Regions from separate parts of the Mus musculus genome. Here regions 1, 2 and 4 are each linked to region 3. A link is a contact called in public Hi-C, HiChIP or PLAC-seq and Micro-C data. All regions are on one chromosome and are shown on one strand. Each heading gives the region's core, a stretch centred on a gene start, on an enhancer-like site or on the middle of the called end of the contact. The rest is flanking DNA. Distances are from core to core; before and after follow the strand shown.

What was found. A called contact is a pair of places that touch in the nucleus more often than the background predicts. HiChIP or PLAC-seq counts read pairs in DNA pulled down with a chosen protein or histone mark.
Region 1: a contact with region 3 is called in a Hi-C map of natural killer cells, with 5 times the contacts expected there. The contact joins the promoter of Snap29 here to the promoter of Ess2 in region 3. A contact is called at or near these places in 3 of 39 promoter capture datasets (erythroid cells, liver and pre-B cells), 4 of 484 Hi-C or Micro-C datasets (CD4 T cells, embryonic stem cells and natural killer cells), 1 of 115 datasets of contacts at active chromatin or transcription factors (memory CD8 T cells) and 2 of 9 other capture datasets (adipose tissue and liver).
Region 2: a Micro-C map of embryonic stem cells shows a contact between it and region 3, with 3 times the contacts expected there. The contact joins the promoter of Dgcr8 here to the promoter of Ess2 in region 3. A contact is called at or near these places in 2 of 39 promoter capture datasets (the C10 cell line and liver), 3 of 484 Hi-C or Micro-C datasets (LSK cells and embryonic stem cells) and 2 of 115 datasets of contacts at active chromatin or transcription factors (bone marrow-derived macrophages and memory CD8 T cells).
Region 4: a contact with region 3 is called in an H3K4me3 HiChIP or PLAC-seq map of bone marrow-derived macrophages, with 2.2 times the contacts expected there. The contact joins the enhancer-like site here to the promoter of Ess2 in region 3. A contact is called at or near these places in 3 of 39 promoter capture datasets (the C10 cell line, neural stem cells and trophoblast stem cells), 1 of 15 datasets of contacts at CTCF or cohesin (the NIH/3T3 cell line), 2 of 484 Hi-C or Micro-C datasets (embryonic fibroblasts and ventral hippocampal neurons) and 15 of 115 datasets of contacts at active chromatin or transcription factors (the NIH/3T3 cell line, SST interneurons, bone marrow-derived macrophages and 9 more).

What each region holds. Positions count from the first base shown.
Region 1 is chr16:17,402,866-17,408,964 of GRCm38.p6, forward strand. It overlaps Snap29 (synaptosomal-associated protein 29), which reads left to right and starts at 3,135. Exons shown (of 5, transcript NM_023348.4): 1 at 3,135-3,494. The coding sequence starts at 3,258. It overlaps Pi4ka (phosphatidylinositol 4-kinase alpha), which reads right to left and starts at 3,000. Exons shown (of 55, transcript NM_001373955.1): 1 at 2,769-3,000. The coding sequence starts at 2,933.
Region 2 is chr16:18,286,040-18,291,669 of GRCm38.p6, forward strand. Dgcr8 (DGCR8, microprocessor complex subunit) reads right to left here and starts at 3,129. Exons shown (of 14, transcript NM_033324.2): 1 at 3,064-3,129.
Region 3 is chr16:17,910,059-17,916,251 of GRCm38.p6, forward strand. It overlaps Ess2 (ess-2 splicing factor), which reads right to left and starts at 1,290. Exons shown (of 10, transcript NM_022408.2): 1 at 1,104-1,290; 2 at 30-198. The coding sequence starts at 1,247. Gsc2 (goosecoid homebox 2) reads right to left here and starts at 4,969. Exons shown (of 3, transcript NM_029469.2): 1 at 4,696-4,969; 2 at 4,308-4,561; 3 at 3,056-3,660. The coding sequence starts at 4,945. The coding sequence ends at 3,559.
Region 4 is chr16:18,193,021-18,199,094 of GRCm38.p6, forward strand. No RefSeq gene overlaps it. Among named protein-coding and RNA genes, the nearest start is that of 4933432I09Rik, 18 kb to the right of the region's middle. Within about 2 kb of position 2,146, at least 123 of the 459 cell types and tissues checked have an H3K27ac peak or open chromatin away from gene starts, as enhancers often do. A contact at or near this core is called in bone marrow-derived macrophages, neural stem cells, pancreatic cancer cells and 2 more, where this site is marked.

The DNA.
Region 1 (6,099 bases), core at 1,885-4,384, 510 kb before region 3:
CCACATGGTAGGTGGCAAAACAGTTTCCATGAGTTCTGCCCCGCCAATTCCCACTTCTCTAAATAAATGTAATAAATTGTTGTTGTTGCTTTAAGGTGTATTATTTTTATTTTATGTGCATTAGTGTTTTGCTTATGTGTGGATCTGTATATCATGTGCATGCAGTACCCATGAAGAACAGAAGAGGGCATCAGATCCCTAGAACTGGGGTTACAGACCATTGTGAACTACCATGTGGGTACTGAGACTTGAACCTGGATCCTCTTGGAGAGCAGCAAGAGCTCTTAACTGCTGAAATATTTCTCAAGCTCATCCTAGGATGGTTTTTATTCATATCTTTTTATTGATCTTCCTAACACCCCTACCAAGACCTGTTCTGTGGTTTGGTTTTTGGTTTTTGCAAGAGAAAATCAACACGTGGAACTGACCTGTCCAGTTGTACTTGTGTAATGGCACTCACCTTCAACCCCAGCACTTGGGAAGCAAGCAGGTGGAGCTCTGTGAGTTAAAGGCTAGCTTAGTCTACTCAGGAATTCTAGAAAAGCTATATTGTGAGATCCTGTCTCCACCAAAAGGATGGGGGGAAGAAGGGGTGTTTGCTCAGTTCATGAAGGCACATGCAGTCAAGCCTGACAACCCACATGGTGGGAGGAGAGAACTGTTACCTGCAAGTTTGTCCTGTGACCTCCACATGCCCATTATAGTATATAACAAACGAACAAACAAACAAACAAAGATGAGGGGCTGGACAGATAGCTCAGCTGTTAGGAACACTGGCTGCTCTTCCAGAGGACTCAGATTTGATTCCCTGCATCGATGTGGTTGTTCACATGATTCCAATTCCAAGGGATCCAATGATGCCTTCTTCTGACCTCTGCAAGCACTGACACATATGGTGTACAGAACACATATGCAGGCAAAACACTCATACACATAAAACAAAAAAGAAGTTTAAAAATACAAGTAATAAGGGAATGTAAATTTAGATGGTCTTACCATTCAAACTCATAGTCTTACACACACACACACACACACACACACACTGCTGTCTTTCCCTGCTTGAGTCAGGATCTTGATATGTTGCCTAAGTTGCACCACAAGTCCTAAACCATCTTTTATTTTTTAATTTAAAAATGTTGGGGGATGGAGAGATGACTCAGCACTTAAAAATACTGACTGCTCTTCCAAAGGTGCTGAGTTCAAATCCCAGCAACCACATAGTGGCTCACAACCATCCATAATGAGATCTGATGCCCTTTTCTGGTGTGTCTGCAAACAGCTACAGCATAATTATATAATAAATAAATAAATCTTCTTAAGATGTTGTTATTATTTATTTGTGCTTGTATGTGCTCATGCATGCAAGTGCCCATGGACACCACAAGAGGACTTTCTGATGCCCTAAAACTGGAGTTACCTTCAAACATTCAAGCAGTCCTAAGCTGCCAGACATGAGTACTGAGATACCAACTCCCTGAGTGAACAACAACTCCTCAGCACCTCTGCGGATACTGGGCTGTTCCTGAGTAGCATGGACTACAGGTGCATGCTACCATGTCCAGTCTGTATTCATTCTTTAGCCAGAAGTCGGGTTGGCATTAGATCTTCCAGAACCTGTTCACCTTGCAGGTAGGTGATACAATCAAGTTTGAAAACTTACAAGGTCAAAGACCAGGTCACTCTGCCTTTCCACTTTTACCCATCAGCGCGCAGGTGCACATGTCACCCAGGTTCTTTCCATCTTTCAGAAAGTTGAATGGACAGACAGCCCCCTCCCTTCAGTGCTAACATACTGTGCTGAGTCTATTTACACATTCCTGGGCGAAAAGCAGCTGACTATTATTGTTCATCCACGTTGTGCCTGGCCTTAATATGTAAACTCATCAAAGCTTCACAGGTTTTATAGATAAGCAAATAGGCTGTTAGCATGCAAGTTTCTTCCTCAAGACTGCACACAGAAATTGTAAATTTAGTCAGCTCTGACTAAAATCTGTCTTCTTCCTATCACAACATCCTTTTGTTGTTGTTTGGTTTTTGGGTTTTTTTTTTCCCCTAAAAGAAAGCGGTTAGCCTCCTTAATCCTGGGGTTCTACCCTTCACCACCCACCCAGTTCACCTCTTATCCCAGGTCCAAGCATATCTTTTATCTTCCAAGATAAGGACTGGCGTGTCTTTCTCTTCTGAAGCAATCCTGAATTTAGTTCTCTGTCTACTAACAGTCCACTGCATATTCCTGCCACTGCATCTTCTCGAAACTCATCATCTTTTGATCCAGTCTAACGCTACCATCTCTTAAATAATAATACGATTTGCATAGCTGTCCTTCTCCACAATCCAGTGAGAAGGGCAAAAAGTGTGTAGGGGAGGAGGGCGTCCCATTTCATGAGAAAGACACCTCTCCAAGGTCATTGAATGAAAACAAAAAATCGGGACCAAAAGCCCGGATTGGACTCTTGGTCCTTGGCTCATCCTACCACGCCTCACAGGCAGTCACGATGCTGCCACAACCCCCGCGCCTGAGATGTCACAGCGGTAGTCCGCCCGCCCACAGCTCACTGCCCTCCCACTCCCACCGGTACCAGACCTCCCAGCGTCCTGTCGACTTCCCGACTCCTCTCTTCACCAGAACCCTCTCCCACCGACCTCCCTACATCGCTGCCACCTCTATTCAGGAGCCCCTCTCTAGTCGCAAGTAGCCTTCTCAGACCCAGCAGCGTCCCGCCGCTTCGCCACCTCAGGCCCCTCCTCCTGTCAGTACGCAGGGTTACCTTCTCCAAGGATGCTGGTCTCTGCACAGCCAGGGAGCGGGCCAGTGAAAGTACTGTGTTGAAATAAAAGCCTCGAGAGGTGCTGGAGCCAGAGCTGGACCCCGAGCCGCCGCCGCCGCCGCCGCCGCCACCGCCGCCTCCTCCCCGGGCCCCAGCAGCCGCCATCACAGCGCACGCCCCGGCGCAGGCGGCTGGGTTCACAGCTCTGGGCTCGCCACCACCGGTCCTTACTGCGCAGGCGCAGAGGCGGCCGACTTCCCGGCCACCTGACCACCTGACTCCTCCCCTCTCCCCTCCCCCGCACTGGGTGGGGCCTGGTCCCCCTCTGCCGCTCCGCCGCCGGGTTGGCTCTGGAGGCGGGGCTCTAGCGCAGTGCTGGCGGAAGTAGTGCGCGCGGCGTCCACAGTGAATCCGCCCGCCGGCGCTGGGCTATCGACTCCTCGCTCAGCAACCCCTCCTGCTTCCTAGGTGCAGGCCGTCTCCCGCACCATGTCTGGCTATCCTAAAAGCTATAATCCTTTCGACGATGACGTGGAAGAGGAAGACACCCGGCCCGCGCCGTGGAAGGACGTCCGCGACCTGCCTGACGGCCCCGACGCGCCCATTGACAGGCAGCAGTACCTGAGACAGGAGGTGTTGCGCAGGGCCGAGGCTACCGCTGCCAGTACCAGCAGGTCCTTGTCTCTCATGTATGAATCGGAGAAGATCGGAGTCGCCTCTTCCGAGGTGAGCCTGGGGCAGAACTGAGCTAAACCGGCCAATCAATGCGTTATAAAAACGGGATGAAGAAATATTTTGTTTACGATCTTTTGGTATTTTTCTAATTGCCTACCGTAAGTTCATGGACATAGTGTAAAGAATTATGTATCAGGATCACCTGATGTTTACCTCTGGAAGCTTCCTTATCTATTATTCTGCGAGGTTAATTTCTCCCTCGCTGCCCTGCCCTCATGTCTAGTTAAAAAGTAAACTCCAAATAATGTTCTGTGTGAGAGTAAAAATGCCAAAGTGCGGCCTGTATTTGGGAAGTAGTGTCTGTTTCATTTACATATAACTTGTTAGGCAGAAGCCTCAAGCTGTTCCTCTCTAGTGGCCCAGTTAAAGTGTGAACTGTGTATGCTTCAAGTGCCAGGTGGTGCCTGAAGTACTGACGCAAAGGGAGCCTGTGTTCTTCTTCTCACATCCTTGACCACTTTTCACCTTTCTAATGGGAATATTTAAGTCCCCTCGCCTGGGCTCCTGCTCAGGAAACCAGATCCTGAATTGAGTCGACTCTTACCTTTGTAGACCGTGTGTTATTGTGACAGCTCTTTCCATCCATAGAAAATTTCAGCAACTAGGAACTTTGCTTTCCTTTAATTTACCTGTATTTGCATATGCACAGTTTAAGGGTGTCCCCTGAAGCCGGAAGAGGGCACCAGGGAATCCCTTGGAGCTGGAGTTGACAGATGGGTGCTGGGAACAGAAATGGTCTTCTGAAACTTCTTTAAGACCTTTTCTTTTTGAGGAGTTCGGCTTGGTGGACAGCCTACCAATGAAGCCCAGGCTGGTCTGGAACTTAGAATTCTTGGTCTCAATCTTTCTGATACTGGGATTTCAGGCATGTACCATCTTCTCCAGCATAAAATAAAGATTATTCCAAGACACCAGATTGCCCCTAAGTCTACTGGCAAAATAGTTGTTTTGGCAGAAGAAGAAATTACTGATATATCAGCCAAGAATAATCTTAAGTATTTTACAGTTTTGAAATGTAATAGTTGAAACAAAATACTGTCTTTCTTTACCAGTCTTCATCTCTGATCTTTGGCAAGTGTTCTCCTCTGGGACTTGGACAGATCTCTGTTGTTTTCTATTGCCACTGTTTGGTATTTTACCTTCTCCTACCTTCCCTGTTGTTGTCTCCCTGACGGCTAATGTATGTTCTGCCTCTAGGAAGTTGTGCTTCTGTGTACTGGATTCTTAATGTTCCACTCCAGATCAATTGGAGTCCTACAGGTCTTGGTGAACAGGTCACTTTGTATTGAGATAAGTGATAAGTTCTCACAATGTAGCCCATAGTAATCCAGATTGGCCTCGAACTCAAGATCCTCTTTCTTCAGCCTCCAGAGGGCTGAGGTCATAGACATTCACCAGATGCCAATGCAGGTAGGTCCTCTTGAAGAACAGAAAGCACTCTGACCTGCTGAGCCATCTCTCCAGCCCCAAAAGAGAACCTATTTTTTTTCTCTCAATCGTATCAATATGTAATTCTGACTGTTCTCCAACTTTATGTAGACTAGGCTAACCTTAAACTCAGCCTGGGAGTGCCGAGGTTCAAGCCACCACACCAAGCACTTTTATTCTTTTTTAACTTTAAAGTGAGGTGTTCTTTACATATTGGCCTGTATATTATTTAGTAGTATTGAAGGTTCTTTCATAGTTAAATACAATGAGGGGTGGTTTGGAGCCGGGGAATAGGCTAATGGTCATATTATATGCCATTAGATGGATGACCTGTTTATGCAGCAAGCCTCCTAATAATGAATATCATAATATTTGCTTCCTACATGAACATCACCACCTGGCCAAAGCCACTCCCCTTCCTAGGATACTCTGCCCCTCCTAGAGCAGTATAGCATACTACAATGATCTTCTCTGGAGCCTGATTTCTCAGTTCAGCAGAGCCCAGCAACGAACAGTAGACTAGGGTTTCAATTGACTTTGCACCAACACAGTGGAAAGGAACTGATGTTTGGTAATACTGACACATAACGTGCTCAGCTGCCTTGCCTAGCACACGCTCCTCGGAGGCCTACTCATCCTTACATCTTTCCAGTGTCTGCCACTGAAGCCACACTGGGCATTCAGTTCAGAGAGGTCAGAGAGACAGACGGCATCCCTCATAACCTGGAGGAGTGGCAAGGCAAACTCCTCAGGTTTTCCCCAGTTCGAGTGACTAAATCCATTGCCATAGATGTACTCTTGTTTTCTAGAAAGCTGGTGGGAGCAGCATTCCCAGTAAGGGCTTCCCAACCAGACCTGCTCCTCCAGAGTTGTTCATGGTGACTCTAATGCGTCCAATTTCTGTTTCTGAATGCACTCCACATCAGGGCAATCTCTGGCTCACACAGAACCCAGCAAGCTCCATGTTTACTTGGCTATCCAAGCTAGAATCTGTTAGTGTGAGTGTGTATTACCTTGAAAGAGATAATGAGAAATTTCGTTCTCTCTCTGTTTCTCTCTCTCTCTCTTTCTCTCTTTCTTTCTTTCTTTCTTCCTTTCTTATTTTTTCCTCTCTTTTCCTTTGTGAAATAGTATTTGCCCAGGCTCACCTCCATCTTGCTGATCCTCC
Region 2 (5,630 bases), core at 1,879-4,378, 380 kb after region 3:
CATGCCCATGGGTGACAGCTTGGTTACCCCTACAATAACTCATATTGGACTCCAGAAAGGACAAGAGGACAGAAAACATCAACTATATAAGCAGCTTACAATAAAAGGGTTGAGTGGGGTGGTTATGCCTTGCTGAAGGTACATAAAAGCCAGAGGCTTGTTTAGGTTAAATTAAACCATTTAAAAACTCACTTACAGTCTACTCTGAGAGGTGCTACCAAAAACAAGAGATAATTAACCCCAAGGCCTAGATACAGCCGGAAGTCTATACTATGACTTTATGTCTTATAACTGGCAGTGGCCTAACAGTTTTTAATTCAATGGAAATTTAACAAAACACCTCTCCAAAGGTGTTCCCATCAAAGGTGCTTATGAATGACTGAGAAGAGAGCAATAACTAAGAAGCCAGGAGGGAGATCAAAGTTTCCTGGCAACCAAGGACCACTGCAGAGGACAAAATCATCAGCATGCTTAATCCTAACAGACCTCAAATAAGATCAGGACAGTGCCTGTTAGGTGTACAGAGATCACAGCAAGTCAAATCTGTGGTATCTGAGGTAGGATATGCTAATGGTAAGAACACTCAAGTAGGCAGGGATTGGAGACAAGAGTGGTAGAGGATAGGGAAGCATACTGTATGTTAAAAGCAGTGGGCCAGTGAGGAACTACAGATGAAGGCAATAAGTGAAGACATTAATAAGTGTTAAAGCAGGAAAAGCTTTAAAGAAATATATATCATAGGTGGGGACCCTGAGGCCCTGGAAAAGGAAAGTACACATCTTGCAGAAGCAGGCAAATTGTCCAGCTCTGGAACTCAGCAGCAGGCTAAGGTAAGTTTCTTACCTTCCCTCTGAAAGCTTACTCAATTCATTAATCAACTATTTGCTGAATGCCCCATAAGGCATACACACCATGTATATGTGTTAAGCACAAAGCAGATAAAACATTTGCCCCACAGAGCAATTACACTTCCCCCACAGAGCATATTAGTGTGAGATGGATAATAACAAGAAACGTATCTATGATGTCACATGCTGACAAATATTCTGCTAAAACAAAGCAAGATAAAAATCTAGAAAGCAGCTTCTAAAAGATTACACAAGGTTCTACAGCCAGTGCCCACCCAAGGATGAAATAGATGGAGCCAGATGGTTAACAAGAGTAAAAAGGAGGGTCACTGTAGAAGATACTTAAAGGAAAAGCAAAGACCCTGGGGCAGAGCCATGGTGTGGCCACGCTAGAGATAGTATGCTGAGTGAAACTGACCTGGGCAACAAGTATTCAGTTTTTTACATTTTTATCTTGAGTAGCAGGATACTGCACAGAAGGGATCAAAACAGTGGTATCACTGATCCATGGGTAACAATGGCAGCTAAACCTCACACAGGTCCTGCTCTAAGGATTTTATGCAATTCACTCAGTACTCTGACAGAAAGGTTAAACAATTTGCTCAAGGTTACAAAGCTAGGAAGTGGTACAGCTGCTTTGCCACTCAAACAAGCAGGCCTAAGTCTGCACTACCTCAGTTTTATAACACCTTACAATTTAATGAATCACTCTGTGTCCAGAAAACCTAAGAGAGTAAGAGTAGGGATCAAATTAGAAGAGTTTAAAAGCTCACCAGATAGCTTGGACAGGGACTTTAGGTTACAGTTTCTGGGAAATGGTCTGGTGTTGTAAACAGGTGGCAAGGCTTCTTAGGAGATACATGCAGGCCTATGAGAGGCACCAAGGTGACTTTAGACAGGCATAAGGATTGTTCTGGCACGGACTGTGGTTATCTCTTGGAGTGAATCAACCTATTTGGTGTTAAAGTGGAATAGACAACTAGAAGCAGGAGATTGGAGATCAGAAGGGAGGACAGACAGTACTGGAGATGGGAGTCATGGAAGATGTCAAAGGAAACTGATGTGAAAAGTACATAGGATCACATGGGAGGGGAATGATGACAAGAGAAGGCCAAACTGGGCAAACCAGTCAAAATCATGTTTCTCACAAGGTAAAATTCAGACAGCCACTGTGAACTGCCTGCTCCACATGTTTGGCAACACAGCTCAAAGGGTAGCCCTCCTGCCTGTAAACCTCACTATTCTTCAGCTGACTGGACCTATGGATGCAGATTTTGATTTGCCAATTAGACTGTGAGCAAGTCAGACCCACTGCTGGCTCCCCTGGACCCTGGCACAGGGCTTACCCAAAACATGTGAACAACTCCTACTTGCTGAACGGATGGCCAGTGCTACAGCTGCAGCCTCCCGCTCAACCCAAAGGCAGTATGACCTCATCAATTCCTTTGTCACCCCGCAAATCCTATTCTAAACTGAAAGGCCACACTAGCTGGGCCAGCCTTTCACTATCTTCGGTTAGTGATGGATTACAGTGGGAACTGAGCCACTTCCAAGGCTGGGAGTCTAGTTTGAGCCAGCAGAGAGTGGGCACCCTAATAGTGATTGGCATACAAGAGTCAACAACCCAACACAGGACATCTCTGCATCTGGCAATAAGGTACATGCAAGCATGCAAGATGGCAAATCAAATTCCTACCATCAGCAACCCAAATCCACTGGATGATACTACTTGACATGTATCGCTGTCAACAGGTTGCCACTTGCCATTTATTTCTACAACGTTCATTGTTACTGTAAAACCACATTCTGATAAGCTACATGACACTTCATCCACGGGTAATTTGGTGGAGACTTGGGCGGTTTCTTGGCTTTTTCCAAACAAAACAGGCGGAGTTCGGGGCGTTGAGGTGTCCCTGCCCACACCTCTCCCGCCAGAAGGCGAGGCAATGGCTTCGGGCCCACCGCCCAGGGGGCTTCGTTACCAGGCAGACAGCACCCTACGTTCATGATGCCTGGGCTCCGGGCCCGGCCCCCACTGCACAAAGGCCGCGACTCCGCGTGGCCCAGCCCGCCTAGCGCGCCGCGCCCCGCCCCGAGCCCCGGCCTGTGGCCTCGCCCGGGAGGGGTGGGGGTGGAAGGAGGGAAGGAAAGGGCGCAGCCTCTCCAGGCCGCAGCGCCCGCCGCCCGCGGGGCGCCCATCGCGCCCCGCACCTACCTGTGGCGCCCGCGACCTGCCCGAGCCGCCCGCAGCCCGACCACAGCCGGTCGACCCTCACCGACCCCGGCGCCGCCACAACCCGCGAAGGCCCTTGCAAAGCGCTCGGCTCTTGAGACCCGCTGCCGCGCGGGCGAGCGGAAGGCGGGCCTTGGCGGAGGGCTACCAATCACGGCGCACGGCCTCCGCGCATTGGGGGAGCCGGGAGCGGGCTGAGGCGGCCGCCAATCGGCAGCGCGAGGCGCGCGCGGCCCAATTGCGAGGCGCTATGGAGACCGGGATGGGCGGGACCAGCCGCAAGCCTGGCACTTCTAACGGCTGTCGCTCCGGGTGGGGCTGAGTTGCGGCCGCGGGGCGCGCCGGGAGAGAGGCGCGTAGAGGCTGCCGGGAGCCGGGGAGCGCGGGAGTGCGAGGGACGCTGGGAGCTCATCTATGAGCTGGCCTCTGTTGAGCTCAATAGTCACTTTTGAGTTTGCGAATGACAATGGACCTCCGGCTCTGGGTCGTCCCAAGGACAATGTTGGAGGTACACCCATCCTAGAAAGTCAACGGATAAGATGCGCGATGCGGAGGATAGGAAAGGAGTTTTACTCGCAATATCATCACACCAGGAAGGACAAAGATCTGATGACTAAAAATGTTCGCTGTGCTTACAGCATCCTCCGTGTCAAAAAAGGAAGGAGAAGCAGAGCCGATTGGGGGTCCTTTTAGTTTGGGGTGGACCTTAGGTAGGCCTTGCAGACTTGTGTCAGTGCCAAAGACCATAAAGAAACTTAAGCAGTTCCAGACTCATCTGACACCCGTGGTAGCAGTATGAGACTTAGGAAAATTCTTTAGGACAGAAGTGACTCAGAAACAAAATGAAGTTAGCCAGGTCTGTTCCTGAGCCCTTCAAATCCCGAACCCACAAACCATTACTTCATTGCTATAAGCCCGGGACTAAGGTGGGGATAAGTTATATTTATACTATCCAGAACCTCAAATAGTTTAGCTTTCCTTTAGGTTCTGATTCAAGTCAATAAGTGTAATAAAAATTTTATAGAAAACTGTCTGCCGTTAGGCAAACACTTCAGTAATTGCTGCTGGACATGAAAAGTGGATGCTAAAAACACGACTAAAGGGTAACATGTTGAAGAACTCACGGTCTCAGCACACTTGTGTTAATGCTAAAAGCACTGAGTTATATCCCTAAGGTTGGGGAGATTGTATCTATTTTTTTTTTTAAGATATATTTTATTTATATTAGTACACCATTGCTCTCTTCAGACACAACTGAAGAGGGCATCAGATCCCATTACAGATAGTTGTGAGCCACCATGTGGTTGCTGGGAATTGAACTCAGAACCTCTGGAAGAGTAGTAGGTGCTCTTAACCACTGAGCCATCTCTCCAGCCCCAATTGTATCTATTTTAACAAAATAGAAAAGTTTCTCCCCAAAATTCTTAGAAATTGCAAATGGCCGGTCAGTGGTGGCCCACACCTTTAATCCCAGCACTTGGGAGGCAGAAGCAGGCGGATTTCTGAGTTTGAAGCCAGCTTGGTCCTACAGAGTGAGTTCCAGGACAGCCAGGGCTACCAGAGAAACCCTGTCTTTAAAAAAAAAAAAAAAAGAAAGAAAGAAAGAAAAGAAAAAAGAAAGGCCTGGCCTGGAGAAATGGCTCAACACTGACTGCTCTTCCAGAGGTCCTGAGTTCAATTCCCAGTAACCACATGGTGGCTCACAACCATCTGTAGTGGGATCTGATGCCCTCTTCTGGTGTGTCTGAAAACAGCTACAGTGTACTCATAAATAAAATAAATAAATCTTTAAAAAAGAAAAGGCCACCAGCTGTAGGAGGCACAGAGGTCTATGTGCTTACAGATAAGCATTAAGGGATCCTGGAATATGGTGGTGTTCCTTCAAGGGAAGGAGTGCCAAAGAGAGGAGAGGTCAAAGAGTCCATGGCAGAAATGGCAGGTTTTTGTAGGAATCAGAAGCTAAGGGAATCCAGGGAAGACATGAGGTGAAGAGATTTAGGTTAGGGGTGGGGTGAAAAGAGCTGAGAGAAGCTACAGGTACTGAGTGAGCCTGGGGGCCTAGAGGTGCTTTGGTATGCTAGGAACCACAGCCATTTGTCCTGACAACCATCAGAGTCCTGAGTATCTTCAAACCTTTAGGAAAAGCTGAATGCACACTGGGAAGAACTAACATGGGAATGAATGTTGAAGTCAGCACCAAACTTTTGGAGATACAGATTCCCAGCAAGCACAGATAGGCTTTAGATTTCAAGAATGGGAAATAGATCCAAGGAAGGAGGGAAAATATGGGAAAAAAGCTACTATTTGATACTCCAGTCAGTCTTACTATTTTTTGCCTACAAATATGTATGTGTACTAGATGGCCACAGTAGTCAGAAGAGGAAATTGAATCCCCTGGAACTGGAATTGCAATGATTGCAAACCACCATGTAGGTACTGAGAACAGAACCTGGGTCCTCTGTAAGATGATCGAAACCATCTCCCTAGCCCCCAGAGTTGATTTTCTGATTGACAATTAAGATAGTGCAAATTGTAAGCATTTGTAAATA
Region 3 (6,193 bases), core at 40-2,539:
GCCCTCTAAAGCAGCACCCGTCCTCTTACAGGGTGGTGGAGGTTCCCGAGATATCTTGCCCAGGGCAGAGCCAAACTTGATGGCAATCTGGCGCATGCGCTCCAAATCTCCGTTTTCCTCGGCCTCCAGGTACTCCTTCTGTGCCTGTAGCTTCTCCACATCAGGGAAGAAGTCTCTCTGGATAACTGTCTGAAGTCCCTGCCATGAGCAATCAGAACAAAGGCCAGAGTTGTCATCTGGGAGTCCTGACGCACAATCCACCACTGTCCATGTTCCACCCCTTAGACCTTTCCCTTCTGCCTAGCTGGACAACTGTCATCTACAAGATAGGTTTAGAACTGTCTTTTCTAGTAAGGCTGTCATCCCACATAGCTCTGATGTACCAGTTAACTACTGAACAATCTCTTGAAGCCCATGAAATCCCTCACTAACTGATCTTTCTCTTTGCTGGCTCCATCTATAACACCAGCCAGACTAATGTGGATATTGTCATCCTCCACCCACCCATGAATTTGTATTTCAATCTAAACCTTTCTCTTGAAAGCCAGTCGCCACTATCGCCACCACAAGAAAAAGTCCTCAAGATTTCAGATCCAGCCCGCCCTTGCTGTGAAGCTGAAAGTCTGTACAGTCAGCTGCACGGCAATGGTACAAGGCAGCATATCCCAGAAGCATCCTAAATCTAACCAGTCTAAAACCAACCCTATGTCGGTCTGTCCTCCAGCGTGTTTGCAGTTGGACCCTTAACTCGAGGAGCAACTGAGACCCACTCACTCAATGACGAAGCCAGTTCCACTGTCTAATTCCGGGACCCCCAGCCTTTGACACTTTACAGCCTTCCAAAAAGTCGTCTTCACCATCTCTCGAAAAACGTGTCAAAATTCTACCTATACAAGAAACTATTTCCTTGACTCTCAACAGAAAACTGGATGCCCACTTCTGCATTGTTTTCTTGGTTCTCAATGCTTTCCAACCCAAAAACAGTTGTTCCACTTCCAAGGGCGGCTGAGAGTGCCAGGACCAGAAAAAATTCAAAGGACTGGACAGGAACGCGAATAGGGGGAGGGGCCCGGAAGTCGCCAGCGCTCGCACTGAGCTGGTACCTCGATGTACTCTTCTTCATCCAGGACCCGCTGCCTGCTTCTCGCAACTCCGGCCTCTCCAGCCTCCCCAGCCGCGCGCTTCCTTGAGGGCGCGGACGCGGAGGACAGAAACAGAGCACCCGCCGAGGTCCCGGGCGTCCCCATCGCTATCCCAGAATCGCTCGGGCGGCGTCTGCACCGCTCCAACAGCCAGCCAATGGAGAAGCAGTATTTTTGTAACAAAGCCGGCGCTCCAATGATGTCACTGGGAGCGCCGGATCTTAAGAAAGTTGTAGTCTTTTATCCCCACCCGCGTTGCTCATGCCCATCTAGACTATGATCACTAGGGGGAGCTGTAGAGTGACTGACGCCACAGTCCCTCTGTTAAAAGTTCCAATTCTTTAAAAAAAAAAAAAAATGCAGATGCTTCAAAGACATTTTTAAATACTTCAAAAAATTTGGTTATGACTTCCAAACTCAGAAAAAGAACACTAAGACAATTCTTCCCGTATACTTATCTAACAAAATTTAAATGAAAAGAAAGAACAAAAGGGTCTTAAATCTCTGGTTGGATTTATTAGTTCCCTGTCTGCCAGGATGGGCTTCTCACTGAAAGCATTAGTGGAACTTTCTTCCTAAGGGAGATCATGAATTAGGTGGGAGAAGCTCTAGCCCAGAATGATTCATTACAATTTTGCTTTTCCAATGATCTTGTCCTTCATTGTGAGTCACTGGGGACTTTATGACCATGTCCCTGCATCCATAGAGTTGACCATACAGTAGAAAAATGTTAAATCATGCTGCCAGTGTGTAAAGTTACAACTGTGACCTGCAATAAGTCTGCACTCAGAGAATCTCAACTGCTACACAGGACATGTCAAGTGGCATTTCCCCAGGCAGAACATGGTTGTAGATGGAAAAGATGAATGGATGGGCATCAGGCAATGGGAAGGCCCAGCAGCGGGGTGGAGCAAGGCAAATGCCAAAACAGACCTTTAGTCACACAGTGCGCTAAAGAAGGAGATGACACCAGAGGGGGAGAGCCAGGCTGCACAGTATCTTTGGAGTCCTGTCAAGAAACATTATTTTAAGTGAGCTCAGGTGAAAACCAGAGAAAGCTGCAATGGTTACCATGCAAGGGAATGCAGCTTTCATGAGGTTGGTGCGCCTGAAGCTGCACACGAGCTAGTTTCTGGGGGGTTATTGATATGTTTAAAGGTGAAATCGGCTGGACTGGGTATGATCCGGTAATAATAGCAATTAATGATCAAGAACTCTATGATTTAACGTGCCTTTAGCAGGACAGTGAATGGGAAAATGGCCTGTTGTATATATGGTGCCTGCCGCAAGCCTGTGGGCTTCCAGGTGTTGTCAGAGGTACAGACTGACAAATACCTCAGGGGACAGGCCTGGACTGGAGACATAGAGGTGGGAACTGTAGCCTAAGGATGGAAAAGATACACCAAGAAGAGTATGGAGGGGGCAGAAGAGATGGCTCATCCGTTACAAGCATTTGTTGCTCTTCTCGAGGATCTAGGTTCAGTTCCCAGCACCCACACAGTGACACACAACTATCCATAACTCTACTTTCAGGGATTCAAATATCCTCTTCTGATCTCCATGGGCACCAGGCAAACATGTGATGTACATGTATATATACAGGCAACACACACAGCTATGCACTCACACACATACATCCACACACACAGCCAAAGATTCCCCCCATCTGTGAAGCTGGTTGGTAGTGCCTAGAGGCCCAGATCCCCAGGAGGCCTTGCCACCATCTACCGGCTTTAATTCTGACGAGGGAGACATGGTACTGGGACTGGGTACTTGTTGAGCTGTGCTCTGCAACACATGTTGATCCACACCCCACCCCCAAACTCTCTGGAAAGGGACAATGGAGCCAGTCCCTCAGTTGGTGTGGAAACAAAGCCTGAGACACAGGGACTTGAAATCCTGGACTGTTCTGTGGTCTTTGAAGATCTCGTTTATTTCTTGGCATCAGCTCAAGGCTGAGGTGAAGGAGCAGATGCAGGAATCTGGAAACTACCAACTACAACCTTCTTCTTCCACAGGTCATGACACCAGGGCCCTAAAGTGCAGGGCCTGTGAGGACAGAGTACGCCCAGGGCTGAGCAGACACCACTGCCTTGCATAAGAAGGTGGAAGGACAGAGAAGAGGCCAGTCTTGGTGACAGGCATGAGGTGGGGAGTTAGGCTCTTCGTCCTGCATGGAGCTAGGGCTTCTCTAGGTGCTGAGGGTGGCTGAGGAAGTTGACCTGCTCTGTGTCTGCACTTGACCTGCAGGAGGTCTCTGGTTCCTGCCCCACATGCCCTCCCTTCATGGGTGAGAAGGCGGCTTTGGATCCCCTGGCTGCCAGTGCTGGCAGCGTTAGTTCCTGTTCAGGTAGGTCTGTCCCCCTCCTCCTTCCTTGTGCTCTACTTCATAAAGCCAGATAAACTCCGGACAGCATCAACAACTCTCCTTGGGAGTTTTCTTAGTCCCAGGCAGGAGCCTCGATGAGGAAGCACGCTTTTGGTGTCGCCACTTTGCCCGGCGGTTCTTGAACCAGACCTGAGGAGGAGGGAGACCAGGACAGCTCAGGCCCCAAGGATCCATCATCCAAAGAACTTTGGAAGGGCTAGGTGGTAGGCTTCAATGGAGGTGTAGGTGAATGGATCTGCAACCTCCTTCCCTCACACACTTTCCCAGCCTGAGCCCAGGCTCAGGCGCGCTCTCTCTCTCTCTCTCTCTCTCTCTCTCTCTCTCTCCTCTCTCCCCTTCTTCCCACCCCACCTCTCCTCCTTGTAACCTAGGTGGCTAGGCGGCTTCTTACTGTGTGAGGAGACTGACTTTGATGAACTCATGATCCAGCCTCCATCCCCCAGGGGTTGGGATTACAGATACATGCCACTATGCCTGACTAGATTTGAACATTTCTTAACTTTCTCACATCTGGGGCAGGAACAAACGTGCATTTCATCATCAGGGGAAACTGGGGAGCCGGACAAAGTCAAAGAAAACGACTCTTGACCTCTTCCAGTTCCAGGGACACCCAAATAACGTGCTGGAAGAACCGGCCCCGCGCCCTCATCGAGTGATCATAGGGGGTCTCCCTTCAGTGTAGCCGGCTACGAGTTGAAGCCCCTTCTGGAAGGTCGGTCTTTGAAAAATAAGAGTGGCGCCGGAGTTGGCCTCCAGGCTGCGGGCTGAACACCCACCTCCACGCGCTCCTCTCGCAGGCGGATGCGGACCGCCAAGCGTTCGCGTGTGCCTACGTCGGGATACTGGTTCTGTACGAAGAGTGCCTCGAGCGCCTGCAGCTGCTCCTCGCTGAAGATGGTACGGTGGCGCCGCGTGCGCCTCTGCGGGCCGGGGCCGCTCGTGCCAGTCAGCGCCGGGGAGCCTGCTCTAGGCGCCGTCAAGGGAGAGGGCGTGGCGGGCGCCAACCTCAGCGGCCACGCCAGCCGCAAGCCTGCGGGGCGGTAAGGGGCGGGGTGGGGTCAGGTGTAGGGTTACGGTTCCAATTAGGGTTAGGGGGAGCCAGGCTCGCCCCGCAGGCCGCCCCGCGAGATCCCCGCCTAGTCTTGCCCCTCCGCGCGCACTCACCCGGCCCGGACGATGTCTCCGGGGTTCCGCGGGTCGCAGCGCGCGGGTTGCAGCAGCAGCAGCAGGCGCAAGGAGCAGCGGGGACGGGCGCCTCGGGTTCGTCTAGCTCGGCGGGGTTCCGACCACCGACGGGCTGCGGTGGCCGCGTCGCGGGCCTGCGCTCCGGCAGGCTGGAGAGGATGTGCTCGATGGAGAAAGGGCAGGGTCGCCCGGGGTCCCTGCGGCTGGCCGCGCTGCCTGCAGTCGCCATGCCCGCGGGCGGGCGGCGCAAGAGGCGGAATATATACATAGGGAGGTGGGAGGTGCGGTAATCCCCAGACCGGGCGCCGCGTTCGCGCGTGCTAATCCCGTCGCCAGTCCTCAGAGAGCTAATCCCCGGCCATGGAGGAGGGCAAGCCCCTTCGTCTGGGTACCGGGGACTGCGCTGGGAGCAGGGAGTCCTGCACTCTGCCACGTCTAGAGCTGGAGGGAAAGGAAGGGATCAGGAGCCCATCCTTTATATCTTTTAAGGCAGGCTTAAGGTCGCCTGCCAGGAGGAATGCCAGGACCTTGGAAGCCTCTAACTCACAGGGTCCCCGCCACCTCTCTGCCCCTGGCTTCCCTCATTCCCTCCATGAAACTGGAGATTCCTGGAATGAAGATTTCCAGTGAGCTCAGCACCCTGTCAGCAGGATGACCCTACTTGACAGCTCTTGCTCACTTTGAAGCCCTGGTCTGAATCTCCTATAGAAGAATACCTACAGGATGGGAAGCTGAGACTGACATCCAACTCATAAAGATTCGCCTGCTTCTTGTCTCCTGAGTGCTGGGAGCAAAGGCGCGAGCTGCCAATTCTGTGCCTTCTTTCTAGAGACTAGAAGATATTTTTCTTGTTATCTCCTGTCTTAGAAGGTCCCTGACGCCCTTGCCCGGCTCCTGTGTACATCAACATCTCCCTCACACCACATTTTCTAAGAGCTGTTTCATGTGCCCCTGCCCTACCCTTTGCCCAGGCCAGTTCCGCTTTGTCTACAATATAACTTCTGCCCACTGTTCTTTCCAACTGAGAACAAATACTTGGCCCGATTTTCGTCATTCTCAATTATGAAGCTTTGAACCTCTAGGCCTTTGCTTAAGACACTTTGTTTTGTGATCTCTGAAAATATGGCGTGTGTCTTTCAGGACAGAGCAGCGGACTGCCTCACTGTTACTAAGCATTGTGGCTTGTTTAATGTCATAATACTGATCAACTATCAAGGGTTCTTCCTAAGGGGACAAGCGTTGAGAATGGTGAGCCAAATCTATAGTCGCAGGATTCCAGGGGCTCCAGAGGCCGAGACAGGAGGATTACTGTGAGGGAAAGGCCAGTCTGGTGAGATCTGTATTTTTTTTTTTTTTTTTTAAGGCATGATGATACCTTTAATCCTAGCATTTGAGAGGCAGAAGCAGACAGATCTTTGTGAGTTCCTGGCTAGTCAGAGCTACAGGGCAAGACCCTGTCTCAAAGGAAAAAATGATT
Region 4 (6,074 bases), core at 896-3,395, 280 kb after region 3:
ACCACCCACCTTGACACTTCACTGTCAACTTGACTGGATTCAGAATAACCTTGCAGGTTTTTATAAGAGGGGGCTGGAGAGATGGCTCTGGTGTTAGACCATGATCCAGATTTAGTTACCAGCCTCCATGGCAGCTCACAATCACCTGTAACTCCAGTGCCAGGGGATCTGATGGCCTCTGAGGAGACCAATACATCCATTCATGCAGGCATACACATACATACATACATACATGCATGAATACATCATACATACATACATACATACATACATAAAAACAAAGAGGACATGAAATCAGGAGGGGGATATGGGGCAGGTTTTAGGAAAAGTCGGAGCAGGGAATGGAAGTAAATATCATCAAATATAGTGTATGCATATATGAAAGTCTTAAATAGAAAATAAAGCCGTGCAGGAGACAGCATTGTGGGGTCTGTAAGTGCAGCTCCAGAGAGTTTAGCTGGGGAGAGACGACCCGCCTGCCACCTCCAGTTCCTGCGCATTCCTGCCGTGGGGGAACGCACCCTCAAGCTGTGAGCCACGGTAAAACATTTCTTTCTTAAGTTGCTCTCCTCAGGTACTTTGTCACAGCAACTGGAGAGTATGCAGAGGACACCATGTTTCCAGGAATCCAAACCAACCGTACCCCATGCACAGGCACACACAGCCCTCTCTGTGTCTCCAGCCCTGGTGTGTCCCTTGGAGCCACAACTCCCATTCCCCCCACATTGCCTTACCCTCCCCCCCCCACCCCCTACCCCCACTCCCACCTCACCCCTGAAGAGAGGAGGAGCCTCCAGGGTCACAGCAGGGCTCCTGCCCCACGTGTTTGTCCAGTCCTGTGTGGTGACTGTCTCCAGAGAGCCCGACCCAACAGGAACAGAGGTGGGAAAGACTGTGGGGTGGCAACTAGAAACCCCTTGTTCCTGAACTGGTGCTATAAGGAGATCCAACTGAAATTCCCCAGTTGGGAGGTGTCTGTCCTTACACACAAAGTCAAGGCACGGCCTAGGCACAGCAGTGTGGCAGTCCTCATAGGAATCGGGGCCCAAAGTATCTGTATTGCCGGACCCAGGGAAGTAACTGCCATGGAGGGTCACAGAGCCCTGTGTCCAGTAGACAGGACAGGAGAGCCAAAACATGGCTGCAAAGGCCAGCCCTTGCACAAGGGACCAGAAAGCACAAAAGCTGCGCCCCTCAGCCTGAGAGTTTGTCTCCCATCCTTCTGGGCCAGCTTCCAGCACTGAAGATCCACCAGCTTTCCTGGTTTACCATGTGCCCGTCACACAGCTCTGCTCAGGCTCAGGCAGGCCAGAGACAGTGCTCACTTCACACCTTCCCCTCCCACACAGTTCTTCGGAATACAGTGGCCACTGCCAGCAAGGACCCCTGGGAAATCAGCTGATGCCAATAAACCTCCCTCGGATACCGTAGGGTCCCCAGTGTACCATTGCTCTTCCACATCAACCAGTCCACCGCAGCTGTGTCTCGGAGCCCTCATCCATCAGAGGCGGGGTCAGCCCAGGGCTGCTTTCCCACAGCCTGTAGCCCACCCAGAGCTCAAACCCTCAGTAGTGCCTCTCAGCACTTGCCTGGCTCCATTGCTGGGGCTGCAGCTCATCCAGCATCATGGTCAGGAGTCGGGTACTGGCTGGGCTTGCCACCCGCCAGCCTGACATTTCCAAATAGGCTAGCAGTGCTTTGTCAGCAGGCAGAACACGCACTGTCAGCAGCTCCCCAGATACCAAATGCCAGTGTGGCTACCCAGGCATGGCAGGATGAGGCCTGGACTGGGCGTGGGTGCAAGAGCTGTGGACGGGAGTCCTGGGGCTGCCCTGGGGAGAATGAGCTGATCTTTGCCAGCCAGCCAGCTCCAGTCTTTTCTGGCCAAAACCCCGCAAGGCTCCACCCTTCCCTCTCTCATAACAGGTGTCCACCGTAGCCCTGGGTGGGCCTCAGCACCCAGCAACTCTCGTTGGACTGTATAGCCTGCTTCTCCCCAGGTGTCTGCACGGTCTAAAAATCAAAGCCACGGCTACCCCAAGAGTCCCAGCATGGGCTTTAGGGAGCATTTCCTACCACATTGCTGGGCCCAGCCTGGACAGCCAGCTGGGACTGGGAGAGCAGACAACAGCCAGCTCCATGGGCCCAGGCAAGTCTATTGAAAGAAAACGTGGGTGAGGCCAAGCCCCGCCCACAGCTCCACAGTTCCCTGGAGGGCCTCACCCACCAGCAGGTTGGCATTCAGGGTGGGGAAGCAAAGACAGTGACTGGAAGATGAAGTGTGAATGACTCACGGGTGTCACAGCTCCTTGACTTTCAAGGAAGTTAGAATAGACTGAAGCCAGTCCTAGATTGTGGTAATTGCTCATAGCAGCGCGGGCCAATTAGCATGTGACTGAGGAAATGAAAACAAGACTTTTTTCTCCTGTTAAAATATTTCAATACAAAATGTAGGAGGCTCTGCTGCTAAATGGAGTCTGCCTGTGAGGAGGACACTGTGCAGGAGACTCACTTGGGTCCTAGTACACATGTCCCAGGAATATGACCCCTGCCAGTACATGACCCCAGGAGGACATAAGCCTGGGAGGAATTCACGTTTACTCCAGCCCACGTGGAGAGTGCCATCCAGTTCAGTAATTAACAGTCATATTGTGCCCGGTGATATCATCAGCTGGGGCAAATCAAGGGGGGGGGGTGAGATGGGCAGGGGCAGCTGGGGCAGCTGGAGCAGGTGGGGAGGTAAGATGGGCAGGGGCAGCTGGGGCAGCTGGGGAGGTGAGATGGGCAGGGGCAGCTGGGGCAGGTAGGGCAGCTGGGGAGGTGAGATGGGCAGGGGCAGCTGGGGCAGGTAGGGCAGCTGGGGAGGTGAGATGGGCAGGGGCAGCTGGGGCAGGTATAGATGGTAGAGCAGGTACTGCTGGGTAGCAAGATAATACCTGAGGATGTGAACTGATGGAGAGGAGACCTGGGTCTGCAGAGCAGGTGCTGGGCCCTGTTCCTGCTGTGGCTGGAGTGCAGCAAGGAAGATGGAGGCTTCTTGGTCTTTTGCTCAGAGTCCCCTCTTCCCCTGTGCCTCTTGGGGACTCCAGCACCTCCAATAAGGTCCGAGCAAGTGCAGAACTTTTATCAAAGGCTGTTCCTGGCAATGCCCTACTGTGGACTACCTCCCCACTTTTAGCAGGGCCTCATCTGCCTCTGTACCCATAGGAAGGTATTGGGGCTCTGGTGGTATAGTCCCCGCAGCTGGCAGCCCCAGCACTCCCTTTGTACTTGTGTCTTCCTTGTGACACCCCAGAGCTGGCAGAAGACTGACAGAAGCGAGCCAGGGCCCCTCAGCATACTGGGCACATCACCTCTCCCTCTCTGCAACTCTGCAGCATCTTTGAGCTGGTTACCATCAGCATCCCTGGGATCACAGTCACAACATATGAGTGGGAGGCTAAGTCACTGATCCCAACAGTTAGAACATAGCAGGGCCACCTTCTTAGAGTTGAGTCCTGACAGACAAGCTTACTGGGGCAGGACCCTGCCCAGCCTACCTTGTTCTCAAAGTCAGTTCTTCTTCTTGAAGGTCTTCTCAGGGCTGTGGATACCCACACTTGCTAACAGGGCTGCCAGGCCTAACTCAGGCCGATTGGTGGCTGATTGATGGGTAATTGTTTTACCTCTGAACAACCCAAGCCCCATAATTTCAAGGCATAAATCCCAGCCTGTCGGGCTTGGCTGACATGCAATGACACCCAGAATTAAACGGGAGCATAACAATTAACAGCCCATAAAAGTGTTTCTAACGGAGCTAGCCAGGGAGCACTACCAACAGGCTCCATCCCCTGGTGGGGATCCACACAGAGGCCATGTCCAGGAGGGAAGCGCTGCTCACTCTTCTCACCAACAGCTCCCACTCCTGGGATAAAATCACACCCTGGATTCAGCACTGCCCAGGCCCACACCCTGCTTGGGCGAGGCCCCTAAACCAGAGATCCTTAATCCTGCCACCCCCTCAGCTCCTGGTATGACAGGCACTATGAGCCCCCCCCCAACCCTCCCCAGTCATTTGGAGGTCACTAGTGAACATGTGCAGCCATATGCAGAGGTAGAAATCAAGAGCCAAACTCCAAGCGGCCCACAATGCCCTACCCAGTCATTCCCACAGCTCCATCTACCCTACCCTACTCTACCCTACCCTTGTTCCCAGTGTCACCATGCTCAGACAAGCGCTCATATTCAGCCTCACACCAGGGTCATTTTGGAGGAAACCACACTAAGAGAGGCCAGCAGGCTGTCCCCAGGACTCCCGTGCGCTTCACTCTTAGGACCATATGGAGGCCTACAGGGTCCAGAGCTCTTTTAGAGAATGTTCAGCCCACTCCTGCTCCTGCTCCTGCTTTTGACCTCTCTAGCACCTGCCCTCAGAGTTGCAAAGCTTGGGAGCCTCAGGCCTGGACAGCAGTGAAAACAAAGGTTCCTCCTTTCAGATCCCCACAGGGTCTCCAGCTCCGGAGCTGAGCTGGGGAGCAAGGCCTCTGAGAAGTGAGGAAACATGATTGACCCCAGTAGCTCCTGCCTCTGACGCTGAAGTCCCCACCGTCAAGGTGTCCTTGGGTTCGGCCATTCCTGTGCACAGAGGACAAGGATAGAGCTGGGAGCTTCCTAGGGACCCAGCTTGAGGTCCTACAGGTGAGTCAGTGACTCTCGACCCTGCAGCCAAGTGACCAAGGCTGACTAGGGCCCCTCATCACAGTGGACACTCAGCCTTGCCCTGTCAGTGACTCTGCAGTATCTTTAAACAGATCACCCTCTGCTGCCACATCTCAGCCTGTGAGGACAAAACCACGGGAATCTAGAGGAGCCTTGCCAGCCTGTTCCAAGGACATCATAGTGGCACATAGGTGTCTACTGTCCCCACCATGCACAAGTAGCAGAGCCTCCCAGATCCCCTCTCCATCCTGAAGGGTCCTGACACCGTAGGACTGAGGCTTCAGACCCATGGGTGCCACACTGCAGACTCTCGCTGCCTTGGCATAGCACCCATGCTGAGGCTCAGCTTAGCAAACACCTCGTCCCAGTGTTGAGAGCAGCACACAGCAGCTGCCTAGCTTTATCAGCACTAAGCTCTGTTGTGAAACTCTGTAATTGTGATTTTTGCTTTTCTACTAACAGTGTGGCTAGAATCCTGCTTCAGAATGTTCTGAGTCTTCGCAGGAGGAGTACTGCCGCAGGGCGCAGGGCAGACATAAGACTCCCCAATTCCTCTCTCCTGGGGTAATTTCAGGGAGTCTCTGAGAGCAGGCCATCGGGAAGAAGCTGGGGCAGGTGCTGAACGATGCGGAGGAAGAGCAGACATGGAGGGCAGAGCGGGAAGCACAGCACTGCCTCTCAACAGGGGACACATTGCAGATGAGTGGGAGGGATGTCCAGTGGCCAGACAGTGTCACAGGAACCTCTGGAGAGAGGCACCCAGCATGGGGTTCTGGGCTGTCTTGGAGGAGAGTACACCTGAAGAGACCATGTGCCCTGTCCTAGCCTCTGGGCTCAGCCCTCCCCCTAGGCACCCTGACAGGAGCTGGAACTGCATTGGGAATTCAGGGCAGGTCCAGCCTGTGCACTGTGTTGGAGAAATGCAACACAATTAATTAGCCCCTAAAAAAAGTGCTTGAAGTGTTTATTGCAGGACGGCGCTCCTGGTTTTATAAGCAGATGGGGAAATAAAGCGGTGGGGATGACAAGCCAGGAACAGCTGCACAGGGACCCGGAACCTAATTCATAATTCAGCAGACTAATCAGAGAACATCTTCTGCAAGCACCGTAATGAAGGGACGTGAGGCTGCAACCGATGAGGCGCTCCCACAGTGCCCACCACACCCTCTCGCCCTCCCCTGCACAGCCAGACCTTAGGCAGCACATACCTTCTGCCCTGGGCCTGACACAGCCTCCTGGATCCTCTGGACCACAGAGACCTGGAGCTCAGCATCCACACAGAAGGGTCCTCTTGCAACATGGCAAACACAAGCCCATTTTTTCAGGAGAAAACTGAGGGAGAACAAGAGTGAGCCCATGACAGTTCCTGATGGGTA